Linked DNA regions of Mus musculus: all the other regions are linked to region 1. A link is a contact called in public HiChIP or PLAC-seq data. All regions are on one chromosome and are shown on one strand. The core of a region is the stretch at or near the end of the contact, and the rest is flanking DNA. Distances in the headings are between cores, read along the strand shown. Region 1 holds the start of Atp13a2 (ATPase type 13A2). Region 2 holds the start of Dnajc16 (DnaJ heat shock protein family (Hsp40) member C16). Region 3 holds the start of Tmem82 (transmembrane protein 82). Region 4 holds the start of Fhad1os2 (a long non-coding RNA gene).

What was found. HiChIP or PLAC-seq counts read pairs in DNA pulled down with a chosen protein or histone mark.
Region 2: a FOXA1 HiChIP or PLAC-seq map of pancreatic cancer cells shows a contact between it and region 1. The contact joins the promoter of Dnajc16 here to the promoter of Atp13a2 in region 1. A contact is called at or near these places in 1 of 39 promoter capture datasets (pre-B cells) and 1 of 115 datasets of contacts at active chromatin or transcription factors (pancreatic cancer cells).
Region 3: a contact with region 1 is called in a FOXA1 HiChIP or PLAC-seq map of pancreatic cancer cells. The contact joins the promoter of Tmem82 here to the promoter of Atp13a2 in region 1.
Region 4: an HNF4G HiChIP or PLAC-seq map of pancreatic cancer cells shows a contact between it and region 1. The contact joins the promoter of Fhad1os2 here to the promoter of Atp13a2 in region 1. A contact is called at or near these places in 2 of 115 datasets of contacts at active chromatin or transcription factors (microglia and pancreatic cancer cells).

Annotation. Positions count from the first base shown.
Region 1 is chr4:140,985,380-140,988,400 of GRCm38.p6, forward strand. Atp13a2 (ATPase type 13A2) reads left to right here and starts at 1,542. Exons shown (of 29, transcript NM_029097.3): 1 at 1,542-1,697. The coding sequence starts at 1,688.
Region 2 is chr4:141,789,317-141,792,571 of GRCm38.p6, forward strand. It overlaps Dnajc16 (DnaJ heat shock protein family (Hsp40) member C16), which reads right to left and starts at 1,328. Exons shown (of 15, transcript NM_172338.2): 1 at 1,274-1,328.
Region 3 is chr4:141,616,876-141,620,196 of GRCm38.p6, forward strand. It overlaps Tmem82 (transmembrane protein 82), which reads right to left and starts at 1,758. Exons shown (of 6, transcript NM_145987.2): 1 at 1,024-1,758; 2 at 765-837; 3 at 420-594. The coding sequence starts at 1,111. Slc25a34 (solute carrier family 25, member 34) reads right to left here. Exons shown (of 5, transcript NM_001013780.1): 5 at 1,949-3,321.
Region 4 is chr4:141,879,437-141,882,731 of GRCm38.p6, forward strand. It overlaps Fhad1os2 (a long non-coding RNA gene), which reads left to right and starts at 1,845. Exons shown (of 5, transcript XR_003955162.1): 1 at 1,845-2,445. Gm46874 (a long non-coding RNA gene) reads right to left here. Exons shown (of 3, transcript XR_001784482.1): 2 at 2,436-3,295; 3 at 248-910.

The sequences.
Region 1 (3,021 bases), core at 292-2,791:
CAAGTGTGACCTTCTCCTGATATCTACCCAGTAGTATCAGGCTTTAGATGAGTGCTCTTATGCAGCACGTACAACAAGCCGTCACTGCTGCTATTTGTCATTGTACAGGTCAGAAAAAGCTGTCCCGGGGCTGGGGAGATGGCTCAGTGGATAAGAGCATGGGCGGTAGCCGGGCAGTGGTGGCGTACGCCTTTAATCCCAGCACTTGGGAGGCAGAGGCAGGTGGATTTCTGAGTTCGAGGCCAGCCTGGTCTACAAAGTGAGTTCCAGGACAGCCAAGAAGATACAGAGAAACCCTGTATCGAAAAACCAAAAAAAAAAAAAAAAAAAGAGCATGAGTGGCTCTTCCAAAGATCCTGGGTTCAATTCCCAGCACCCACATGGCAGCTCATAGCTGCCTGTAACGCCAGTTCCAGAGGATCCAACACCCTCACACAGACACGCATGCAGTCAAACACCAAGGCACGTGAAAAGAAATAAAATTTAAAAAAAAAAAATAGGTCCAAACCCAGTAATATGGCTCAGGGGGTAAAGGTGTTTGCTGGGGACTTAAGGTCAATTCCTAGGCACCCACAGAAAGAATATGACTGACTCTTGAAGACTGTTCTCTGATGTGCTATTGTGCATACATGCACCACCACCACCACCACACACACACACACACACACACACACACACACACACACACACACACACACACACACAATTAGAATTAATAGTGCTGTTTTGTTTTGTTTTGAAGAAAAGGAGACCCAGGGAGGTTAGCTTACACATCTACAGTCACACAGCCTGGAAGAGACAGGGGCAGGCTTGAACCTGCACGCGTAAGGTGCAGTGCTGAGGGGTGCGCCTGAGGCTGTGGTCGCGGACAGGACACTTTCTCCTCTTCCACCTCTGTCTCCCAGTATGGCCCCCCTGTTTGTCTGCCAGCAGCCTATCCGTGTGCCTGTCTTTTTGTCTGTCCTGTCTCCCAGCATATCGGTTTTCCGTTTGTCTGTTCTGTCTGGAGACTGTCCCACCTGTGTCTTCCAACCTCTCCCTCCCACTCTGCCTGCCTATTTGATGTTTGTCTGTCCGCCTGTTTCCTGTATTATTGTTGTTCTATATGGAGGCTGTTCCAATGGGGTGTCCCAACGTTCCTTTCTGTTTGTTTGTCTGTCACCTCTCTACCTCTTTGTCTGTTGTCTGCCTGGTGCCCCCCCCCCCGCCCCTTTCTGTCAAGCCGGTCCACTTGTGTCTTCCCAGCATCGCCCTCTGTCTGCCTGTATGTCTGCCTACCTGTCTCGCAGCCTGTCCTTTTCCGTCTATCTCTTTTGTCTGGGGACTGTCCCGTCCACATTCCCTTGCTTCCCATCTCTTCCCTCCTCTCCCCATCCCCCGACTCGCGCCTCCACCCACGCTGCCCACAGCATCAAGATCTCAGCGAGCTCCGGACAGAGGCCAGACTGGGAACTACAAGTCCCGGCAGCCCGCGCGGCAGCGACGGACGCAGGCGCCGTGGAGGGGCGGGGCTTGACGGCCGCAGACTGCGGCACAGTTCCAGTCGCCGTCGCGTCTTGCAGGTGCTGCCCAGCCCGGCCCCTCCGCGGATCGCCGCAACCGGCGCCCCCCGACCGTGCCCCGGGGCCTCGCACGCCGAGCCCAGGCCGCGGGCCACAGCGGCCGGCGATGAGCGCGAGGAGCCGAAATGAGCGCAGGTGAGCGGCGGCCCGGCCCTCCCTTCGGGTCTCATCCCCAGGCCCCCAGAGACAGATTTAGGTTGCCGCTGCGCTCACCCTAGGGCCGGGGGTTCCTGCCCTCCCCATCCCCTCTGAATGCATTCGACCCTGAGTGACAGGTCCCAGTGATGGACGCGGTGCACCGCCGTGGGTCCTCTGTGCAGCACCCATATGTGCTACATGAACAGGATTAGGGAAGCCAGCTCTCTGCCGAGGCACAAATGCACTCCTGACCTACACAGAAAGCTTGCCAGTGGCCACATCCAAGGACCATATCCTGCATGCCCCCCCCCCATGCCAGAATGAGTGTCTTAGGCTGAAACCAAAATCCCACCAGATGCAGATGGTCTGCTAACCTCCGGGTGCTAGCATGTCTCTGTCTAGCCCAGTCCCCAACTTCCATCCGACAGTGTCTTAGGTGAGGAATGGAAAACAATAGGGGGCTACAATTCAACTTGTGATAAGAACAACGTCTTCCCCTTATGCACCAGACCCCTGACTCTGCACTTGAGCAAAGTCTCTAGCGTCTAGCATAGCACCTAGAATCTACATAAAGACCTCCTAGGCGCACACCCTCCCAGCTTGAGGGAAGCCATGAGCTCATGGCCATGGGGGAGCCACCAGAAGTAGATGCTGGTGCCCTGGGCCACTGATAGATTAGCAGCCGGAAGCTGGGTCTTCCGCAGGAAATAAGAGGTTCCCAAATGGCTTTGACTCCCACCCCTCAGCTCTACGGTGCTGGTGTGGCTGCCCCAGGGCTGGGAACTGGGCTCAAGCCTCGTCTCTGCCATGCGTGTCTTTATGTTGGTCTTTCATTCTTGGCCTGCCTTTTCTTGGGCTTTGTGTTTGGGTTTCTGGCTGAGTGCTGAGAAGGGTGTCAAACCTGGACCTTTTGCTCTACTGGAGCTATATTGTAATTTTGTTGTTGTTGTTGTTGTTGTTGTTTTGTTTTTTGAGATAGGGTTTCTCTCTGTAGCCCTGGCTGTTCTGGAACTCACTTTGTAGACCAGGCTGGCCTCGAACTCAGAAATCCGCCTGCCTCTGCCTCCCCAGTGCTGGGATTAAAGGCATGTGCCACCACACCCGGTGCAATCTTTGCATTATATTATTTAATCTTTTAAAGATTTGTTTTTAAAATGTTTGTGTGTGTATGTGTGTGTGTGGCTTTGAGGGGATTACAGAAGGTTGTGAATGCTGAAAAGCAAACTCATGTCCTCTAGGAGAGCTGACTGTACTCTTAACTGCTGAGGTAACTCTCCAGCCCCTATTATTTTTATTGTTTGAGATTGGGGTGTCATGTAGC
Region 2 (3,255 bases), core at 78-2,577, 800 kb after region 1:
TAGAAAAGTCCTTTTAAAATTACTGGAAATGAATGCTCTGAAACAAGTGGTGACTCTGAGAATATATCTAGGATATCCAGGAGAGGATATCTCAAATGCACCATTTCATCTATCATAACAATAAACTTAAAATAATTGGCTTCAGAGTAGCTGAGAACGGGTCAAATTAGCTCACAAACTCATCATGATTTCTCATGTACTAAATTACATTCTAGGATCATTGTGGCATTTCTGGACACTAAATAGACATGAAAGTAAAACACCTTAAAATAACTGTGCATTAATATTCAGAAGTCTGCTATTATTAAGAATCCAGTTTCTTATCTAAAGAGAACAGGAAAGACTAGAAGAATAGGCACGGCTTTAAAATGTTTTAAACTACAACTCAGCTGAGGGGTAGAACTCAGTGTGGGTTTTGGAATAATCCTGGCTGGTTGATAAGGAGATAGCGTGGACCTGGAGATACACACACTCACACAGGGGGCTGTGATCTTTTATACCATATGCTGGTTTCATGGGTCCATTTATCTTGACCTCACAGTGTTTAGTAAGGTTCAGTGGCTGACACCTTACTCAGGGGGGGTGGATTTTGACAAGTGCAAGCCATAAACCCTGCTTGGGAGTCTTTATAAACAGTTGACCACTGTTTAGAACTGCACACATGCTAAGTAAAATCCACAAGCAAGCCAGTTCCTGTTTCTCTTTTAAGACAGCCTGTTCTGAGGTACTGGCTAAACTCACCCAGATTGGGGATCAGATTGCGGGGGTGGGGGGCTGTCCACCACCATTCTAGGACCTAAACCTGTGTTCTTGCTGATAGGGTGTGACTGAACACCAGCACCTAGCAGGATCTTTATGGGGATGGGGTACAGTAAAGTGGGTAAGGGGTTTACTAAGCAGAATCCACAGGCAGGGTGGGTGAAGTGTCTGCTGCGGGAGTGGGTGAGGTGGGGACAATTTTTGGCTGACGTTCTCCAGCTCCAGGGGGCCGGCCACAGGATTGGGGACGCGCTGGCCAACAGGTAGCCCTCGGCGTCCCCAAGCGCAGGCGGCGGAGGCTCCCCAGACGCTCCGCAGGACCAAGTCCCGACTCGGGCGCCCGCCCGGGTTACGACCTTCCGGGAGGCGGCCCCCTCCCCCGCCGCCCCGGTTCCTGTCGGCTCCCGGGGCCCCCCGGGGCCCAGCGCGGGCTGAGGACGCGGAGGATCTGACGGGAGATCCCCCAGCTTGCAAGGCCCCGCCACGCTCGCGCGTCAAGCCGGGAAGGAGTTACCGGGAAAGGGCACCGGCCCAACCGGCCGCAGCGTCCGTGCTCCAGTGAATCCGCCGGGGCCGGCGCTTCCAGTCCACACCAGAGAACCTGGGGAGGGGAAGGAGGCGGGGCCCAGGCCCGGGGCAGTCACGTGTCACTTAAAGACCCCACGCCTGCGACGCGCGCACAGACCGGTTTAGGCCGCACACGCGATGAACCTATTTTGGCCTTGACGGTCACCGTAGGCACCTGGATCTGGCGCAGTTGCTATAGGAACGGAGAGCGCTCTCTGGCTGGGTCTGAAAGCTTGCTCTTGACTAGCGAGGCCAGAACGTGCCTTCTAGCGAGGCGGAGTCGCTATGCATCACGGGATACCAGGAAGACCTCCCGGAACCGGGGAGGGGTTTCCACTGGTTGCCAGAAGATGGCCCACATCTAGCAACTGTTGCTAGGACGGGGACGCAGTCGCTGGTCCCAGTTCACTTTGACCCTATTCATAGAATCCTAGAGCGTCAGCGTTTGAGGCGACCTTAGGGATTCTTCCTAGTTCAACCTCTTCATATACTGAAGTTCGGAGAGGGCCAAAGACTTGCCCGAAGCTTAGAATCCAAGGCTCCAAATTCAGTACATCAACCCAAGGATGTTCTAGACTGGAATTTGGACAAGAACTGAGGGAAAGACGGGCGTGGTTGCGCACGCCTTTAATCCCAGCACTTGGGAGGCAGAGGCAGGTGGATATTTGAGTTCGAGGCCAGCCTGGTCTACAAAGTGAGTTCCAGGACAGCCAGGACTGTACAGAGAAACCCTGTCTTGAAAAAACAAACAAACAAGCAAACAAACAAACAAACAAACAAACAAAAGAACCGAGGGAAGAGGGCGTGGTGAATAAGGCTGACATTTTTTTTTTTTTTTTTTGCGCCCGTGACCAAGGGCTCTTGATGTATTTTCTATTCCATGCCTCGTGTTGAGTGAGTTCTTATGTAATCGGTTTCTAAAACACTTACCTAGCATGCTGTTTTTGTTGTTTGCTTTTGAGACAGGGTCTCACCGTGTAATCCTCGCTGGCCTGGAACTTACTAGGTGAATCAGGGTGGTCTCAAACTCAGGAGATCTGCCTGCCTCTGCCTCCTCAAAGAGTGCCGGGATTAAAAGTCTGCACTACCATGCCTGGCTCTCTCTTCTATACATTTAGTGTATATCGTTGTTCTTTGGGCTCTTTCAGGTAGAGCTCTTTCAGGTAAGCTCCTGCAGGTAGAGTCTCACACTTTTCTTGTTCAGCATTGTATCACTGTCTGCACAGACCTTGGTTTGTACAAGCTGCCAGTAAATATTTGAATAGTTAGTTGCAAAATAAATAAAAAATGAAGCTAAAGCCTATCATCGTCATCCCCCCCCCCCCCCCCGCCTCTCGTGCATGCTAGGCGAATGCGCTGTCGCAGAGCTGAATATTGGTCTGTGCCTAAGGCTTTGCTGCTCGAGTGACCTATACTATACCTGTGTTTTGGATTGATTTTCTGCACTGGCACCAGCAGACCAATTTGCACTCACTCATGTTTATTTTTACCAAGCTGAAACTAGGTTATTTAACAGTCTGAGAAATCAGGTGGCAGGGATAACTGCCAAATCCCCAAACAAGCCAGTTTTAGCCAACGTGGTGAATCTCCTTTACTTTGGGGCAACTAACCCCCTTTGAGTTTCTCATTACTGCTCTCCCCAGATTTCCTGTTTGTAAATTCACCTCAGCTGCTCCTCCCGAGTGTACATCCTATTTTATGGAAGGAAATGTTGACTGATGCCCAAATCAGGAAACAAGTGTAATATTATCGTTTGACATATTCCAAGGTGGATTCTTGGCTATGAGTCTATTCTGGTTCTGGTCACGCTGTGAGATCCCTGACACATGTCTACAGCTGTCATCAAGGAATAACTATATCCCTGTCAGGAATGTGGCATAAGGCTAGCAGAGAGAATAGCGTAAGGGGCTAGCACAATGCCCAATTACT
Region 3 (3,321 bases), core at 508-3,007, 630 kb after region 1:
AGCTCAGCAGAACAAGCCTTTTGTTTTTGGATCTCATGTGTTCCAGGCTAGCCCCAGACCCAATAGTCAAGGATGGCCCTGAACTTCTCATCCTTCAGGCAAGGTTGTCACCAGGCCTGGGTTTACACGGTGCAGGGGATCAAATCCAGGGCTTTGTGTGAGCATGCCAGGCAAGCACTCTACCAACTGATCCACACTCCCAGCTCACAGAACCGACATTTACACGGGTGTGATTGTGTGTGTGTGTGTGTGTGTGTGTGTGTGTGTGTGTGTGTGTGTGTGTTGGGTCTGTCTCGTACTGCCAGGCAACAAACTAAAATCTATGGTTTCCATCTGAAAGTGGGGGTGGGGTCACTAGGCTCTATTTCCCAATCCAGAGGATGAAAGTGGCCCAGAGTGGCCCCACGCTGTCGTCTCACCTTGCCCAGAGACAGCAGAGTGGACACAGCCCGGAGCGAGAACTCCAAGACGACGAGGGCGGCTACCCGGGACCCTATCAAGGTCAGGAACAGGGTCAGACCAGCCAGATGCAGCATCTCCAACGAGGCCCATTGCGCGCTCAGCCGCTGCTTTTGGGGCTGCCGCTGGGGGTCACTGTGGGGGCAGAATGGGTGCCGGCTGAAAGACAGGATCACGGGGTCCTGTCCCGTGGGAGAGTTGCCAGGGCTCCAGCTCAACTCTCTCGGCTCTCTCCAAGAGAGACCAGACTCCGCTCAGGGACCAACTGCCTGGGCAAGGTGGGTGGGACCGACGTGGACACTCACTTGACACAGGCCACGAAGAAATAAACTTTCAGGAGACTGTTGAGAACCGAGACTCCAAGGGCCCCGATCAAGCCTGAGCCAGACAAAGGAGAGGGTGAAGGGGGGGGGGCGTTAGTGTTGTCGGGGAGGAGGCAGGGTGAGCTCAGGGGGCAGCCAGGAGCCGAGACCCCCACGTGGATGTGGGGCCCACCTTGCACTCCGCCCACCCGCGGGAGGGACGTGGCGGGGAGGGGCAGGTGTGCATCCCAGAGGCGCTCACCTTGCAGAAGGCTGTCGAAGAGACTGGAACCCCACTCAAAGGAAGGGAGGCTGGGGAGCCAGGAGGAGAGGGAAGGCAGGGAGAACATGGCAGCCTCCAGGAACCCTCAGCCTCCGACCGGGTCCGCGCTGGGACAAACCCAATGATATCACTGGTCAAAGGTGTCTCTAGAGGACAGGGGAGGGACTAGGAAAGGGTCAAAGGCCTGGGGGCGGGGCCGGGGAGACAGCTGCCTTAGATCTTCCAGGTTGCTGGATTCAGTGGCACTGTCAGCTCGCAGCTGCTGGTGGCTTCCCATTCAGGTCTCAAGGGCAAAGCAGTTAACTGGTTCTGGTCTGTCCCCGCTAGACTTCAAGGCCACCATGCCTTCCGGAAGTCCCTCTTCGGCCAGCTCACCTGGCCTTCCCCCTCTCAGGTGTGGCCCGCACTCAACCTGAAGTGTGACTTGGCCCTCTCAAGTTCCCAAAGCAGAGCTGCTCCCCGCAGCGCTCTGTCTCTTCGGGCTTCTGAAAATTAGTAGTTTAGCTTCTACAAGCCACAGGGAAAGAAGGGTTTGGAATCCCCTTAAGACTTAGGTTGAAGCTGGGCGTGGTGGCGCACACCTTTAATCCCAGCACTCGGGAGGCAGAGGCAGGCGGATTTCTGAGTTCGAGGCCAGCCTGGTCTACAGAGTGAGTTCCAGGATAGCCAGGGCTACACAAAGAAACCCTGTCTCGAAAAAAAAAAAAAAAAAAAAAAGACTCCGGTTGAGCGCAGTCTTTCTTGGGGTCATACTGTTCTCCTTCCGTCCACTAGGTGGCAGGCTTCACCTGGGCGGGCGGGCACTGCTTTTTGGGTCCTTCCTAGAAATAAAAGGCTTGAGATTGAGGGTTTGGGGCGGGGCGGGGCGGGGCAGGGACAGGGAAGCAGAGGGCAATTGCCAAAGTTTACAAAATATAAAACTTTATTGGAGTGTTCAGGAGTGTTCATCTGGAGTAATTTTTCTCACTTGGGAAGTGGTTGGGGAAGGTGGTTGAGGCTACCTGGCCAAGAGCGAGTGTCCACTTTCATAGGAGAAAGGCCACTGGGTGCCTTACACACCTGTCCCTGTGGTGGAGCGTGCCTGCAGTCTGGAGAGAGGGCTCGGAGTGTGTCGTTGGCCCTGCAGTGGCTCTGCTCCGTGACCCACATGGACAGGCACCCTCTTTCCTAGGCCTGAGCTCCCCCGGACGTACACAAACAGGAAGCCTGGACTCAAGCGCTCTAAGACTGCTGCTGACGCCCTAATCCAGCCCCTCAGGGACTGTAGAGGGAGGCCGTGGTAGCTCCCTCGGTAATATGCAGTCCCTGTGTGGGTCCTATTCAACAGAACTGGGTCTCCATCTCCCTGTCCTCCTCCTCCTCCTCTTCCTCCTCCTCCTCTTCCTCCCTTTCCTCCCTCCCCAACCCCCTTCTCCCCTCCTCTCCCTCTCTCTCCTCTCTGGCTCTCATGGAATCCAGGCTGACCTCAGACTTGCTATGGAGCCGAGGATGACTCCGAACTCCAGATCCTCCTGCCTCTGCCTCCCCAGGGCTGAGAATACAGGCAGGGGCCATCATGCCCAGTTCATTTGGATCCTGGGGGGCCTCGTGGGCATCAGGTGGGCAGTCTGCCGACTGATCTATGTCCCCAGCCTGAGGAAAGCTGATTTTACTCAGATTCAGAGAAGACCAAAGGAAGCTGCTCATTTTAAAGTCAAGGAAAGAGGTCTCAGGAGAAGTCAGCCTTGGGCTGTGGTGTGGACCACGGGCAGATCACGTGACCAGCATGCCCAGGCCCTGGCTCTACCACAGCACCACAGATAACTGAAATAAAAGAGAGACGCCAACACCGCCAATACCTTCCTGCGCTTCCAGCTTCAGAAGGTAGGAAAACAGGGTTGTTTGTTTTGCTAAGCCATTGAGGCAGCTTCAGAACTTGGTTTGATAACTAGCTTTGGCCAACCAGACTCTGGGGACACCAAGGACTCCCTGGTGGCACAAGGGTCTCACATGCAGTGGCCTCTGAGGGACACGAAGCCCAGTAGTCCTGATGTAGCCTTGTCTTCGTTGAGAGCATGGTATGGGGGTAGGCAGAGTTGAACTCCAGTCCTGGCTCTGTCATGGCAAACATATGTGGCTCCAGCCAGAGACATGGCTCCCCTCAGCCTCAGTTTCCCCATGCTGAGAGAGGCTCATGTGGTCACACAGTGGGTGGAGGACTGAGGAGCCAGTGCAGCTGAGTGGCTCCCCTAATGGGAATCTTTAAATGTAGGCATTGCTGTGGCCATGAGCTAAGGC
Region 4 (3,295 bases), core at 595-3,094, 890 kb after region 1:
AAAACAACAGCACTTTGAAAAAGAGAAGGGATGTGCTGGGAGATGGCTCAGTGGGTAAGAACAGTTTCTATGCAAGCATGAGGTCCTGAGTTCGAATCACAAGCATCCAAACTTTATATATATATTTATAGGAAGATGTGGCAGCACACGCTTTTAATCTCAGCACTTGAGGGGCAGAGGTAGGCGAATTTCTGAGTTCAAGGCCAGCCTGATCTACATAGTGAGTTCTAGGACAGCCAGGGCTACATACAGAAACCCTGTGTCAAAAATAGTCCCTAGCACTGTGGTTGGTAGAGGCAGGAGAATTACTGGGGGTTGCTTCCAGCCTATCTCAAAGATCAGTGAGGATCATTTCTCATGGAAATAGGGCATGATAGCATGATAGAGTGAGTCAATTAATGTCTTCCTCGTGAGTATATGGGTACACCCCTTACACACATGCACACACATATACACATGCACACTTGTGCCTGCGTACACGGAAAAGACAGAAGGAAGAAATAGGGCGTGACCACTGGGGGCACATTCCAGAGTCTGACAGAACTGGGTGGTCTCATCAAGCCCTGAGCTTCTGGGGGAATCAAGAAAGGGATTAGTGAGGCCTTCCGAGATAACCCTGGGTCAGAGCATGCAGCCTAGAGCATGCGCCTAGCACTCAGGAATGCCAGGATACTAATTAATCATCAGTCATCAGGAAAGCCTCATAAAGACCTCAGTCATCAGGAAGCCCCAGATGGACCGAGATGATGCTTAGCCGTCAATGTCCAGGGATACCATAAACACTCACTTGAGGCGACGGGGTGATGGCAGGGGAAGGGAATCTTAATCTTTCTCTTCAATCTCTTACAGCATCTGGAGGCCATTCAGTGGGGGCAGTGAAGGTAGGTAGTGGCTCCTGAGGCCCCGCTGCCTGGAGCAGGAAGAAAGGGAGGTAAATATGCAAAGGGAGATTATGAGTTGACCTGAGGTAAGATTTCATATTATTTGCATATGGGTTGGGGGTGTAGCTCAGTGATAGAATGCTTGCCTAGCATTTGTGGGTCCCTGTGTTTGATCCTCAATATTCTAAGATTTAGTTGTGGTTGTTTTTAATTGCATATATCTGTGTGCATGTGCATGCATATATGTGTATGTGTGTATGTATGTATATGTGCGTATATGTGTATATGTGTGTGTGTATGTATGTGTGTGTGTTGGTGGTTGTGCTGGGTTGGTTTTTTTTTTTGTCAACTTGGCGTAAACCTATCTGGAAGGAAGTGACCTCAACTGAGGAATTGCCTCTGTGAACCAAATTCCTGGAAAGAAGCTGTGCCCCGCAGAGCCTGATTGGTTGGTTAGTGTTACAGTTCTCTGAGGAGACTGGAATGTCGCAGTTCCAAAGGCTACTTAGTTACTTCACCTTGGGCTAGTTCTAGCTCTCAGGAACAGCCAGACCATATGCCCACTCCCACCCCCACCCTGCCCCACTAACGTCCTGTGACTGATACATGAAAATCTTTGGGAATCTAGTAACTTAACAGACTACCAGCTTCCACCAATCCAAGAGCTAAGAATGCCATCAGACAGCACCTGGAGCCTATGGCAAACGCCAATCTCACGGTACCCGCCTCTCTGGTATACCCACCGATGTATTTTGAACTAGCTGTAAAAACTTCATGATACGGCTTCTACACTGGAATATAGAATTTGGGGGTAAACTAGATCTGGCCTCGGGAGACAGAGGCAAGTAGATCTCTGCCTTTGAGGCCAGCCTGGTCTACAAAGTGAGTTTCGGGACAGCCAGGATTACACAGAGAAGAAACCCTGTCATGAAGAACCAAAATAAATACATAAATAAATAAAATTTAAAAATAAACAAAACAAACAAACAAACAAAAGAATTGATGTGGGAGAGTCCAGCCCGCTGCCTCAGATCCTGCCTCTGGGTTCCTGCCTTTCGTTTCTTCCCTTCTTGATGGATGGTAATCTGGCCAAGGAAGCCAAATAAGCCCCAGCAGTAGACAGTGTACCAGAACAATGGCTGTGGAGGGTGTGCCACAGTGCTGCCTGGGAGGCCAGAGGACAACTGTAGGAGTTAGTTCTCAACCTCTGCCACATCTGGCCTGGGGACAGAACTGAAGTTAAGGCTCTGACAGCAAATTCCTTTGCCAGCTGAACCACCTCACCAGCCTCCAAATGCTGTTTTAAGTCATAGGCAAGTTAATGTCTCAGAGTCCGCAGCCATTTCCTCTGAATTGAACGTCCCTTGCGTCCCTTGCGGGAAGGAGGGGAGGGACCCAGAAAGTAAACAAACCTGGAAACAGGAGATTACACAGGGCTCCTCCCCAGGGCTTGGAGACCTGAAACAACTGGGGAGGAATGGGGATTCCGACCACCTGCACATCTGCCTCCAGGGTGCCTCGCCCTCCAGGAGTGTGTCTTTCCTGAGTCCTCACCTGTGTGGGGGTGAGTCCTCCATCTCACTCCGGTAACTCCCCGTAGACTCATATGTTCCAGGATGGACTTAGCGTACTGATTTTTTCAGACTGTCATCTGTTCCTGTCTGGGTGAATAGATGTTTGTTCGTGCAACAGTTAGTCATTTCAAATCCTTTAAGATGATGTGTGTATGTCTGTAGGGAAAAGATACCTTAAGCCCAGCCCTTCTGGCACTGGAGTGCCCTTCTGGGCTCCTTCCAAAGACGGTCCTAACATGGGCATAAGACTGGGACTTTCATTCTGGCAGTAGCTACTCTGGGAAAACAGTGTCCTGCTGCTTGCAGATAAAAAGGATAGATTTGTGAAGTGTGCCGGACACTGGGTGTGGCCCGGGATCCTTTCCTGTTCTGGGCTACCGGGAGACTGATGTGGGGCAAGAGTAACTGTGTTGGAGTGTGAGATCCACTGGACCCCACAGAGTAAACTAGGAAGGTTACAGCTACCCTTACCCATCATGAACTATTGATGAAGCAGCTGATAGAGCAGCCCTGGCTGCCTTTGTACCCCTCTCCCTCAGGCCCAGCGTAGTGGCTAGTCTAGCTTACAGGGAAGGCACGGGATATATTTGTTCATGCTCTGTGATACCCTGAGAAGGCTGGGGACACATTGGATATTTTCTCAATGTCCCCTCTAGAGCATCCGGTGGCCCACTTTTAGGTCTGAAGGTCACTGCCAAGAAACAGAAGCTGCCGAAGTGACACCTCTGAACCCACATGACTCGACACAAAGCTCACAGGAATGCAGAACACAAGCTTCTCAAGTGTCTGTCCCCTGTTGTCTCTGAGGGAGTGACACTGGCATCAGATAGGGGTTCGGGC